2 separate regions of the Mus musculus genome follow, and region 1 is linked to region 2. The links are chromatin contacts, called in public HiChIP or PLAC-seq maps. All regions are on one chromosome and are shown on one strand. Each heading gives the region's core, a stretch centred on a gene start, on an enhancer-like site or on the middle of the called end of the contact. The rest is flanking DNA. Distances are from core to core; before and after follow the strand shown.

The links. HiChIP or PLAC-seq counts read pairs in DNA pulled down with a chosen protein or histone mark.
Region 1: an H3K4me3 HiChIP or PLAC-seq map of bone marrow-derived macrophages shows a contact between it and region 2, with 5 times the contacts expected there. The contact joins the promoter of Maml1 here to the promoter of Rmnd5b in region 2. A contact is called at or near these places in 2 of 39 promoter capture datasets (liver and pre-B cells), 1 of 484 Hi-C or Micro-C datasets (B cells), 1 of 115 datasets of contacts at active chromatin or transcription factors (bone marrow-derived macrophages) and 1 of 9 other capture datasets (liver).

The regions. Positions count from the first base shown.
Region 1 is chr11:50,286,952-50,293,940 of GRCm38.p6, forward strand. Maml1 (mastermind like transcriptional coactivator 1) reads right to left here and starts at 5,385. Exons shown (of 5, transcript NM_175334.3): 1 at 4,775-5,385. The coding sequence starts at 5,110.
Region 2 is chr11:51,634,200-51,640,770 of GRCm38.p6, forward strand. Rmnd5b (required for meiotic nuclear division 5 homolog B) reads right to left here and starts at 1,697. Exons shown (of 10, transcript NM_025346.1): 1 at 1,391-1,697.

The sequences.
Region 1 (6,989 bases), core at 4,135-6,634, 1.3 Mb before region 2:
AAGCAGCGTGCAAATGACAAGGTAACAAGAGCTCAAAGGGGACAACGGTTCAATCAAAGTGAAGTGTGCTTTGTATTGTTGGTGTCCTACTTCTCCATAAACGACAAGTTAAGCTGGGCATGCTATTGCACACCTGTAATCCCAGCACTCAGGAGGCAGAGGCAGGTGGATTTCTGTGAGTTCCAGGCCAGTGTGATCTGTAGGAAGAGAAACCTTGTCTCAAAACAAACAAACAAAAATCCAACCAAACAAAAAAAATGAGAGTGGATAAACAGACGAGACGAGCAGTTAGCTAAAGGAGAGCAGCTGCTTGTCAGCAGGCGAGGCAGGAAGGTAGCTTTAAGGATGAACAGGCTGAAGTGTAACTGTCACAACCACTCATGGGCAATTCCTCTTGACTCAGTAGCAAATGTCTAACAAAGGCCATAGAGAAACTGGGAATAAAGATTTATAACATTTTATTATAGAAACAAACTGTCCTTACTTCCATAGAAGACTATTTTCACTCACAGAATGAAGGTTTGTATGAAGTGGGTAGTAACTTTCTATAATCTAGCAAGCCTAATAAGGCCATCCTGCCATCAGGACACAGTCTCTGGGACCAGCAGGGTAAGCTCAGCGAGTGCAGGTGCTCGCTCTCCGCCCGAGTCTGACCCCTGATCCCAGGGCAGAAGGAAGGGAAGCACCAACTCCTCAAAGGTGCTCTTGGACATCCACATTCAAACTGTAGTATGCCAGCACCTATGCACATACCCAACGCAACACACACACACACACACACACACACACACACACACAAGCAAAAATAGAGTACACAAGCTTTTTCAAGAGCAAATTATAAAGAAAATGTAATAGGCTGGTTCCTCAAAAGCTAGGATAGAGAAAAGCCTGAAGTACTGTTCCTGATCTCTAACATGGTGGGTAGTGGTCAGGCTTTTGCTGGGGTGATGTGTTTGTGAGCTACCCTAAGAAGAAGAGGACAAGTACGTAAAGGGGACTCTTATTAGCAGTGTCTATCTCATCACACACAAGGTGTGCCGGCTAGGGAACACTAGCTGTGTAGTGACTGCCTAACAGTCTGATATTGCCCCATGCTGGGAGGGTTAAATAACAGTCTCACACACACACACACAGAGACACACACACACCACACATACACACACACACACAATTGGGAGTAACAGGTCTTCTCTTTTTTAGCTCTCTGCAAAGCTTTACACTTGGGCTGTCAAGATGGCTCAGCCAGTCTTCCACCACACCTGATGGCATGATTATAATCCCGGGACTCACTTGGGGAAGCCAACTCCAGCATGTTATCTTCTAGTCTCCACAGGCATGCTGTGGCATACATCTACTAACCGACATCCACATATTTTTTAAAAATGTAGTGAGAAAAATTCAAAGTTGTGCTATCCAAGTTGAAATCCTACATCATCAAGGCCTCTTTCCCCCTCTAAAGGAGCCACTGAAATGGAAACCCCTCTGCTTCCTTGGAGAGGCCTCTCTTGTAGGCCCAACCCCGGGTTGAACAGCTCAGCTAGCATCACGTCAGTGAAAAGGCCCTTCCTCTGTAGAGAAAGCTGAAGTCTCAACTCACAAGACCCTCACATCAAGCTCTAATATGGTAACATCAACCTGACATGGCAAATCTATCTGCTCAGGGTTTCACATTCAAAGGACTTACTGACAAGTCAGACTCAAGTCGCTTTTTAAAGCTAAGCTTGGTGGTGTTCATCTTTAATCTCAGCACTTGGGAAGGAGGAACAAGCGGATCTCTGAATTTGAGGCCAGCCTGGTCTACAGAGCAAGTTCCAGAACAGCCAGGACGACACACACACACAAACATGGTGTGCCCACCAAAAATAAATAAATAAAAGTTTTTATTTTTATTTTTTTGAGTGTTGTACCTAAATGTCTGTCAGTCCGTCACGTATGTGCCAAGTGTACTCACAGGCCAGGAGAAGGCATTGGACCTCCAGGATCTCAAACTGGAGTTACAGATGGTTAGCTGCCAAGAGGATGCTGTGAACCAAGCCGGCTCCTCTATGAGAGCACCAAGTGATCTTAACTGCTGAGCCATCTCCCCTCCCCCCCCCCCTTCCTTTAAGATATGTTCTCCCTAAATAGCCCCACCTAGCTTAGCTACATATACCAGACTGGCTTTGAACTTACAGTTATCCTTCTGTCTCTGCTTCAGATGCTGGGATCATACACATGTACAACCTGCTGGATTCAAGTGCTAACATTTCTTTTTTAAACACTAGATGAGAACTCAATTTTTCTCTAATGAGTCAGAAATTAAAAATTATAAAATTAGGTAAATCCTATAAGTTTTATCATAATTTTAAACAGAAATTCAAGCACTATTAATATTCTTTCTGGAAGATGTTGAAGGACAGTTTGTACAAGTAAGTTTTTCTTATGAGCTTTCATAATCAACTTCAGTTGGGATGGCGACCTACTGCCCTCAAAGGTCTTTCCTTAGGGTTAGCAGTGTAGTTTGGTGGCTAAACAGTACTCAGTGTGGTGGCTTGAATGAAAATGGCTCACAGGGAGCAGCATTACTGGGAGGTGTGGTCTTGCTGGAGGAAGTATGTAATGGTGGGTGGACTTTTGAGGTTTCAGATGCTCAAGCCAGGCCCAGTGTCACCATATCTTTGTGCTGCCTGTACATCTAGATGTAGAACTCTCAGCCTCCTCTCCGGCACCAGCTCTGCCTGCATGCCATCATGCTTCCCGCTGTGAAAATGGACTAAACCTCTGAACTATAAAACAGTCTCAATCAAATGTTTTCCTTTAGAAAAGCTGCTGTGGTCATGGTGTCTCTTCATAGCAATAGAAATTCCAACTAAGACAACCAATAATTACAATGTCTTAGGCTCAATCCCCCAACAGGGACTGGGGGAAAGGTGGAGATCTTTCAAGAAAGATGTTAGTTAAAGTCATTTTGGGTAAAGCACACCCAAGTTGGTTATCAATCACTCAACAAGTATATGGATGGCCTAAAATATGAATGGGACTTAGCCCAAGCCTTTTCAGGCTCCAAAGCTTACAGTCTACTTGGCAAGACACAGTATGGTTGAAGTAATATGTGACTATGTGCTAAAAACAAAGGGTGTAAGTTGGGCAGTGGTGGTGTACCCCTTTAATTCCAGCCCTCCAGAGGCAGAGGCAGGTGGATCTCTCTGAGTCTGAGGTTACAGAGTGAGTTCCAGAGAGAGAGTACAGTGAAACTCTGTCTTGAAAAAAAAAAACCAAAAAACAAAAAAGAAGTAAAACCAAACCAAACCAGAAACATGTACACATACATACATACACACACACATATACATATACTTCATAACTGTATTGAGAGAGGAGATTCTGCTGTGGGCTGGTTTTTCACTAACTGCAGATGAAGGTAGGCTGTGGCTGGAAGGACGGCAGGATTCTGAAAATGTTGAGAAAGATCCTGCAAGCAGCCGTTTAGTTTGAGAAATTTGTTCACATCACATCCACTGTCATTTCTTCTTTCCTCCTTCCTACCTCTGGGCAGGAATCAACCACACCTAACCTCATACTCATTTGATTGCTTCAAGAAACCTTGTAAGGCGCACAACATACCCTCGATTTACAGGCGGGAAAGTGAGGATGAGAAGACTCGAGCAGCTGGGTCAGAACCGGTGTGTTCTGCCGTGTGGTCTCGCAGCGGGGATAGTGTGGGAAGGAAGGAAAGCAATAGCCCTGTGGGGCACATGAAAAGACAGGCTAGCTCCGGCTGGCTCCGAAAGCCAACCGAAGATTAAACCTAATTCCCTCCAGCAACAGAAGGGTTTCTAACATTTCAAGAGGAAGGGTATTAAGTGACTGAAAGACTAACCACCAGTTAGGGAAGAGTTTTAACAACGGCCCAAGTGAGAGACAATGAAGACATAAATTAGAATTACCAAACAACTTAAGTGTTGTAAAATTTTACTTTTAAACTACCAAGAATTTTGTAACACCCATTCCCCTCCCCCGCCCCTCCACACAGGTTTCCGGTTTATAAATCAGTTTCAGGGAGGCAAAACTTCTAACCAATAAATCTCGGGATTAGCTACTAAAAACCAAAGGGCACAGCTGACCAACAAGTAACGTCATTTCCCCCGTTCAACAACTATTAATATTATCAGAGGTTTTTAACAGGCTTAGTAGGTTAATTTTGGAACTGTCAATAATATAGCAGGAATCAGGCGTTCACAAATTCCAAAGTTCCCTTTTGCGGGGGTTGGGGGAAAACGAATGCCTTTTAAGCAACTCCGTTTACCGAAGCTTCCAAAGACTTTTCAATTTTCCATTCCGAAACCGCGGGATACTGTCAACTGAAGGGAGACTTATTTCCATATTAAAGCCCTAACTAACCTCCACGAAGCAAAGATCCAATCAACATCTGCAGACTAAGCGAGGCCAGGCCTACGGTGCAAGAACGCCCTACATCCTAGGCAACTCCAACGCGGGTCTGCTCCAAGACGAAGTTCTCATCAATTGGAAATTAAGTTTAGGAGAAAAGCCTACCAGCAACTAACCTCCTGCTTTTCCAGCCCCGATTTCACTCAAGTCCTCAAGGGGACGTTTTCCCAAAGTACACCGCAGTGCCACTTCTGGAAGATGACAAGCGCCCTGCCATGTTAGCCACCTCCCAGGACCCAGACTAAGAAATGGGGGCGCTCGGGAAAGTTTCCCCAAGGCCCGATCCGCGCCGGAAGAGGCGTTTTCGGGAGTGAGTATTGCTGTGGCAGGCGCCAGCCTTACTCACCGCGACCGGGCGGCCGTGCTCCGGGCCGTCCGCTGCGTCCAGGCGCGCGGCCGCCGGGGCCGAGGCGGGGGCCGGAGCGGCAACCGGGGCCGTGGCGGCGGCCGGCGGCTGCCGGTGCTTGCCGGCGCGCTTGGCCTTGGCCTGGATGCAGCGCTGGTGCAGGGCAAAGGTGTGCTGGCGCTCGAGCTCCAGGCGCTCGGGAGACACAGCCTCGTAGCGGGCCTCACAGGTGCTGTGGTGGCGCCGGCACAGTTCGATGCGCCGGCGGAGGCGCTCCATGACCGCGCTGTGCCGCGGCAGCGCGAACTCCGCCATGGGGCAGGTGGGTAGCACCATGGGCCGCGGGCGGCACTGGCCGGGCCCGGGCCTCCCGGCGCCGGCTGCCACTTCGGGTTCCTCCGCTTCTGACGGCCCGGATCCGCCTCACGCCCGCGCCATGTCCGGCCGGGCTGTGGAGCGGGCTCGGGCGCGGCGGCGGGTCTTCCTCCGGCCCCGCTCGGCCCGATTCCAGGCCGGGGAACACCGCCCGCCTCAGGCTTCGGCCTGTCCGCTATACCCCTGCCCCATTGTTTTCCGCGCCGCTGCCGCCGCCATCTTAAAATTGTTTTCGGGGCTTTCGGAAGAGGGCGGGGCCTGGGCCGGCGAACTCTGCGTCACTGCTGATGGACCGAAGCTCTAGCCAATCAAAGGAAACCCGCTGCCCGAGGGCGTGGGGGACAAGCACGTCAGGAATTTTCGGGTATTTAAACTGAACACTCTGGCGAGGAGGGAAGCCCGAGGCGGGCTCAGTGCGGGAGAGTGAACTGTGACTGACGGGAACCTATCCAAGAAGAGCCACGTTTTCTGAACACCGCCCCCTGAAAGCAGTCCCTTCCGGGTTCGTGAGGAACGCGGGTTAAGTCTGAGTGAGGTGGAAGCCTTAAGACCCAGATGTCCAAAGCTGTCTATCTTTTTAGTCCACCCACACTATTTCGAGGTCAGCCATTTCCGACCTCATTCTTTACATACAGCCACGTAATTGATCAGAATTGTTTTGAGCTTGAGCGACCTAGTAGAGATAGTTATCACTGACTGGTACTGTGAGCAATAGCTCATTACTTGGAGGGGTGAGGGTGGGAAAGAGCCTCAATACTGGGGACTGGAGTTATTTAGATCTACAGGGGCATACACTTAAAAACCGACTGATATATAAAATTGAGTCACTCAAAATCCAATCCAAAGCACTGGGTTCCAGTGATGCCACTAGCAAGCAAGTGAGCGAAGGTAAAAAGCCAGGAAAGGACCAAAAAATGTTCTGGATGGTTACTGACACCCAAACTGCCATAGGAGATGCTGGGAGGCTTTGCAATAGAAGACCTCACGAGCCACTCAAACATGTCACCCTTTAACCTCTTACTAGAGTTCATTAAAGTTTTATTTTTAAAATCACAAAGAAAAAAAGCTAACAGCCAAGTGTTTTTATACACATGGAGTTAAAATAAGAAAAAGGAATTCTAAGTTTTTGGTGGCGGGAGTGGCAAAGATAAGTGAGCACTGCTTCTTCCCAGTGCCAAGCATTACAATCAGCACTCAAGTGAAACCAGCAGCTTTTGTATGCAGTGATGAAGGACTGAACCCAGGACCTCATGAGTACGCTGCAGCTGTCTTCACATACACACTAGAAGAGGGCATCGGATCCCATTACTGATGATTATGAGCCACCATGTGGTTGCTGGGAATTCAGGACCTCTGGCAGAGCAGTGGGGTACTTAGCTGCTGAGCCAACTCTCCAGCCCACCATTAAACTGTAGTGTCAGGTACCCCAGATTGCCCTCAAATATATTGTCTGAGGCTGGCCTGCCTCTGCTTCTGATCACACCATTACGCCCAGTTAGAAGTGCAAGGTTATCTTCAAAACTCTATAGTGTATGGATTCAGGACGCAACCTAAAACACAAAATATCCTGGGCATGACTTCCAATATCCTCAAATATGAAGCCTGAGAAACTTTTTTTCTAATAAAAGCTGTTAAAAGATATATATATATATCCTAAAGAATAGTATCTAGGAGGACAGGGTGTAGCTCAGTGGTAGAGCACTGGTTCAAATGCCAGCAATGAAAAAGTTTTTGGGCTGAGGTCCATTTTACACAATGGTAATGACTAAACCATCACTTAAATACAAAACTAAATTAAGGTCTCCTATGAGAAAAGACTAAATTAACCATTATTCAAACA
Region 2 (6,571 bases), core at 447-2,946:
ACATCCACCATTTTATATGGCTTCCTGGGCTCCAGCTCAGGCCTCTTCTCACGGCTCTATCTTCCTTGTGCACCCTTCTTTTCTGCATCACAAATCTGATGTGTCGGTTCCACACACTTCCACATCCTCCTGACTGCTTCTTCAGATGTGTCTCAACTGGACTAGCAGCTAAACAAAGCCTGGAGACTGGTCTTGTCCCCTCCCTCCCTGCAGGACCTAGCCCATCACGGGGCTGAGTAGGCCTAACTGATTAAACAATACCTCCATTTCCTAGCCTTTGGCTAAGAAGGCCTGAATCAAAAGCTTCCAGTGGATAGAAAGAGATATGAAGGAAATGTTAAAACTTCACACTAGAGGGGCTGGAGAGATGGCTCGGTGTTTAAGGAGGACTTGCTGCTCTTGCAAATAGCCCAGATTCTGTTCTCAGCACCCACATGGCAGTCACAACTTCCTGTAAGTCCAGTTCTAGAGACCCTGAAGCCCTCTTCATCCACTGCATCTCGTGGTGCACAGACACACATGAAGGCAAAAGGTCCCCATACACCTAGAAATAAGAAGTTTAAAAAAAATATCTGTTGGGTGTGGTGACTCACACCTTTAATCCCAGAACTAAGGATGCAGAGGCAGGCAGATCTGTCTGACTTCAGACTGGCCTGGTCTACACAGTGAATTCCAAGACAGCCAAGGCTATGTAGAGAAATGCTGTCGTCATCGTCGTTGTCATCATCGTCATCATTATAAAAGAAAATAAATAAATCTGAGGTTGGGTATGGTGGTGCAGGACTTTAACCCACCCCACCCCCCAACACATGGGAGGCAGAAGCAGATGCATCTTTGTGAGTTCAAGGCCAGCCTGGTCTACTTAGAAAGCTCCAGGGCAGCCTAGGCTATAAGAGACCCTGTCTCAAAGACAACAAACAAACAAACAAAAGAAAAACAAAAGTTCTATCCAAACAAACTCCCTGGTGATGCTCACTCCAATGACTCTCCCCATCACTTGCCACACTCTACCACCACCAGCCTTTCTGTTCCAGGGTACATCCAGTTTATTTCTGCCTCTATCCTCTTCTCGGAACACTCTCTCACATCTTCCCATGGCTGGCTCCTTATCTAGGTCTCCACACACGTGTCATCTTTTCAAACCACAGTATCGAATGCCCTGTATTTTACACTCAAACAAATCATATCCCTACAAATACTAGAAAGTTTCACATTGTCACTTCTTCACCTAAAACTGAAAGGACAGGAAAGCCCACCATTTACCCTAGGGGCATGCCACGACCCCGACTTGACCCGCATAGTAGTGCAAAGACTGACAAACTCCTACTTATCCTCCCAGAGACCCTCCTGCAGTGCCCTGCCGGAACCCCGCCACCCACTGGCTGCTTACCTCTGACTCAGTCAGGTGCACTAGGACGGGACGTCGGAGTCCGGGCGACTCCACCAGCCCTTGGAGGGTGTGGCCGACGACTGCTCCAGGCTTTGGTCGGGGCGCCCCGCACCCCGGGACCGGGAGCCGGCAGGCTGTCACCTAGTCTTGCAGCTCAGCCCGCTTCCGGCGCCGCTGTCATCGGAACCGGAAGGCGCGGCGGTTGCCTCTCGGGTGGGTCCGGGCTCGCCCATGCGTGGTGTCGCGGAGCGTGGGGAGACAGTGTGTCTCGCCCGCGGCTTTGCAAGGAATGCCGAATGAATCGTTCGCCGGAGCCAGGCAACAGTTAGCGCCTGCGCAGTGCCGGGACGCCTGGCCTCTGCGATCCGGAGCAAACCTGGGTTTCCGCGCGTCAGAACCACCGACGGGTTGTCACGAGTTTCTACCGGAAGTATTAGCTGGCGCACCTGCCTAATCCGGGCCCCCAACCACAGTAAACTAGGTCTTAAATGTCCAGGCTGGGATAGGGGACACGGAGGCAGGACGAGCGCCGGGAGTTCCAGGCCAGTCTAGACTACAAAGCGACACTCTGGCTCAGAAAATAAACAAAGCTGGGTATTGTGGTACCCGCCTATAATCTTATAATTATAAGAAGATCAGAGATCCAGGGATACAAAGTGAGTTAGGCCAGCCTGAGCTACGACAGAGAGAGGGGGAGGACAGGGGGAGGGTTAAAGTACACGCAGGTCCCTTGGTCCACCCCCAGCACCCGAAAAATGAACATTTTAAGAGACCATTACATGTATGTGGTCCAGTGATTAAGTATTTCCTGCGATGCATTTTGAACTAGCAAATAATGTTAAAGGAAGAGTCTGAGGTAACAGGGAAAGTGCTTGCAAAACAAGTGTGAGGGGCTGAGTTGAGATCCCAGGTACTGTTAGAAAGCTGGCTCGCACCTACTGGCGCGGGCCTGTAATTGCAGGAGTGGGGTTAGCAGAGACTTAAGGATTCTTGTGTTTGCCTGCCAGCTAATGTAGCTAAAAAGCAGAGCTCTAGGATCAAGAGAATAAAGTGGAGAGTGTTGGAGCGAGACTCCCCAAATCCTTCTCTGGCCCTCACACACTTGTACAGGCAAGCACACCCACGTTCACATCACACACACACAATTTTTAAGAGTTCGGTTTTTGTTCTTACGGGCTCACCTAACCCTATGCATCCATAGCCCCCAGCCCAGCTGCTCTCTGTAAATAGCCCCTCTTTAGGGGCAAAATGAAATAGGGGTTGTATACATGCCCTAACTAAAAAGAATGAAGGAGCCGGGTGTAATGGCACACACTTTTAATTCCAGCACTGCGGAGGCAAAGGCAGGCAGATCTGAGTTTGAGACCAGGAAAAAAAAAAAAAAAAAGAAAAGAAAAGAAGAAAGAACCGGGCAGTGGTGGCACATGCCTGTAATCCTAGCACTTGGGAGGCAGAGACAGGCGGATTTTTTAGTTCGAGGCCAGCCTGGTCTACAGAGTGAATTCCAGGACAGCCAGGACTGCACAGAGAAACCCTGTCGAAAGAAAGAAAGAAAGAAAGAAAGAAAGAAAGAAAGAAAGAAAGAAAGAAAGAGAAAGAAAGAGAGAAAGAAAGAGAGAAAGAAAGAGAGAGAATCTTTTGAGAAAGGGTCTTTGATACCTACCCAGGACTGGCCTTGAACTCCTTACATCACGAAGGACCTCTTTCTACCTTCTGTGTACTGAGATTACAGGTGTGTGCACCATCACCTGGGGTCCTCCAGCAACTCATGCACTCCCCTCTCCCCGCCCCCGTTTTTTTCCTTTCTTTTTCTGGCTTTTCAAGACAGGATTTCTCTGTGTAGCCCTGGCTGTCCTGCAACTCACTCTGTAGACCAGGCTGGCCTCGAATTCAGAAATCTGCCTGCCTCTGCCTCCCAAGTGCTGGGATTAAAGGCGTGCGCCACCACGCCAGCTAGGCAGGGTTTTTTGTTTGTTTGTTTGTTTGTTTGTTTTTTGTTTTTATGAGTACACTGTTGATGTCTTCAGACACACCAGAAGAGGGCATCAGATCCCATTACAGATGGTTGTGAGCCACCATGTGGTTGCTGGAAATTGAACTCAGGACCTCTGGAAGAACAGTTGGTGCTCTTAACCGCTGAGCCACCTCTCCAGCCCCCAGCTTCTTTTTTACTGCAGGTTTTCCTACAGCCATTACATGCTCCTCTTTCCGCCTCCTCCACCTTGCACAATCTAGCTTTGTTTTCTTTACAGCCTTGGCTTGAAATCATGTGTTTATGTGTTGATTTTGCTTTCTTGCCCCTATCTCCGCCTCCCCAACTTTTAGAATAAAAGCTCCATTGGGCTCAGGACTTTGTCTTCATCGCTACTGGAACATAGTGAGCCACAGAGATGCTGGGAGCTGACCAACATTCTCTGCTTAATAAAAGAGGAAGCTGTGGCTCACAACCTGCTGAAACACAGCAGGGAAGAGGGCGGTGCAAAGAGGGAAGTTAGCCCGCAGGGGCATCGTGACCCCAGCATCCTGGAGATGCCTGGCGGTGTCTCAGAGCTTGGGTGGTCCCAGCCCTACGCGGAAGTCGCGGGGGCGAGGAGTTGAATGAGCTCTGCTTAGGGCGAAAAGCCAGAGCTGAAGAACCCGAACCCCAGCCGGCAGGACCTCACAAGCTTTCTAGAAAGCCCCAGGCTTTCCCACTTCCTCTCCCACCCTGCCTCACCATCAAGCAGGGTGTGAACAAAGCCGGCTTCTACCAGAACCTGGAGCGGCTTACATTTAGGCTTTTGAACCCTTGTTGAGGCGTGGCGGGCCTCGTGTTCTGAATTATTCTGCACTTTTCCTGTGCCCGAGTTTTCCAATTCGTTTGATTCTGTTGCTCGTCCCTCGTTCAGACTGGACTTTTGGTTTTTGTTGGAGGAACTTGCTTTAAGTGGAATAACCAAAAGCTGTTTCTTTAGTATCTCCTTTCTTTTGGACCAGTTTCCTAGGATTTTTTTTTTTAATTTAAAAAGAAGAATAAAACGAAACTAGGGAGACACTTCAGTTGCTAAAATGTCATGCAAGCTTGAGGACCTGAGTTCAATTTCTGCCGCCCATTAAAAAAGCAAAAAACAAAACAACTTCCTGTAACGCAAACCACTGGGGAGGCATACAGTAGGTTCCTGGGTCTTGATAGCTGATGAGCATAGCTAAATCAGTAAGCCACAGATTCAGTGAGAGCCCCGCTCTCAAAAAAGATGGAGAGCAATTTAAGAATAGACTCAATGTTGACCTTTGACCTCTACACACACAAACAGGAAAAAACGTTGATGCTTATTTTATTTTACAAGGTAGTGCAAATGGTGGCTTACTTTGCGCCATATTCAGAAATCAAGCCAAACAGTTCTGCTTAAACTGTGTTCTTTCCATAGGCCTTCCCTTTATCCTGTGCGATTTTTGCAAAAATATGATTTATTTCTGGATCTCTTCATAATTGTACTTCACCATTTTTCTATTGTTTTTCTTGTTTTGCAATGTGTAAAGTTATATATATATGTGTGTGTGTATGTGTGTGTGTATGATTAAATACTCATTAAAAAAAAAAAACCTACAAAGCATTTTGAGAAAGTAGCCTGGGGACTATAAATGATGCACTTACATTCAGGCAAAACACACATATAAAAATAAAATCCTGTTAAAAGTGAACATAGTGAATGAATATGTGCCGGGCAGTGGTGGTGCACGCCTTTAATCCCAGCACTTGGGAGGCAGAGGCAGGCGGATTTCTGAGTTCGAGGGCAGCCTGGTCTACAGAGTGAGTTCCAGGACAGCCAAGGCTATACAGAGAAACCCTGCCTTGAAAACAAACAAAAGTGCACATGTGAGCCAGGGGAGAATGGTATATGCCTTCAGCCATTAGGAGCAAAGCACCCAGTGACACACAAGGCAGCTGAAGCATCATGGTGTGGCCTGCATCCTCCCTGGAGGAACGCCCCCCTCAGGATCACAATCTCCTCGTCTTAGGCAGGTTCTTACTACCTTTCTTCTTGTTCTCCTGAGTTGTATCAACCATGGAGGCCTCTGTTGATCCCACTGCACCATATTTAAGATCTTCTGGATTACCTATCCTCTGCTTAAAACTATGTATTTTATGTGTGTAGGTGCTTTCTCTGCACATATGTCTGTGCCAGTGAAGGCCCGACGAGGGCCATCGTATTCCCCAGGCTTGGAGTTACAGGTAGTTGTGAGCCACTTTGTAAGTGCTGGGTATAGAACTGGGGCCTCTGGAAGAGTAGTCAGGGTTCTTCTGCTGAGCTATTTCTCCAGACCTGTGTCCTCTGCATCCCCTCCCTGGGTCTGCTATCTAGAACAACATTCACTAGTATGATCACTAGTGTAGACATGTCTCCCTCCTCCAACAGAAGACAGTCTTCCTTCCCTGTGAACTGTATTTGACCCGTGGTTTCAATAGTGACTAAGTGCTAGAGCCTTGAACTTGTCACTGATCTGACCTAGAACCAGTGCCCATGAATGGCTCAGAATCAAACCATGACCCAGGCCCTCACCTTAAAGCTAGACTGTGGAGGAGTCTGGTCACCCTGCTTCCATGGTCCACCTTTCTCACCCCTACTTTCTGGGGTTGGAGCCGGAGCACTCGGAAGCAAAATGGAGGTCACAACCCAGCGTTGGCAATGTTCACAGCCCAGTGGAGTCAGGCAAGCCAACAGTTAGAGCACTAGAAACACCTGGGGGAGACAGTAGTGGAGGGGCTCTACAGTTTCAAACCTCTAAGAAGCAACAAGCAAGTGCTGGCTACCTCTATGTGGGACCGTGGAATCGGGGCTCCACTAAGGGAGCCCAAGCTATCTTCCCAGTCAAGCTCAGGACCTACTCAGGACCCCCTCTTCTTCCCTTTCCCAAAGGCTCCAGAAATTAGTGTCTTCCTCCTGTCAACTTTGGTTTTGGGCTGGGACAGCCCACAGTGGTCTGACCAGAGAGCCAAGAGCAGCTGCCAAGATCACTGAAGTTGGAAGGTCCTAGAAGGCTGCTGGCATCAAGTGACAGGCTAACAGGAAGAAATGTCGTGTGAACTGGAGGGATCTGAGGCAGAAAGCTGGGAAGTGTGAGATGCTCACTAGATTTCCACATAAACGGCTGGGTCAGGGGTCTTCTAGAAGCAGCAGGGACGGGCTCCTCCGGTAGCTG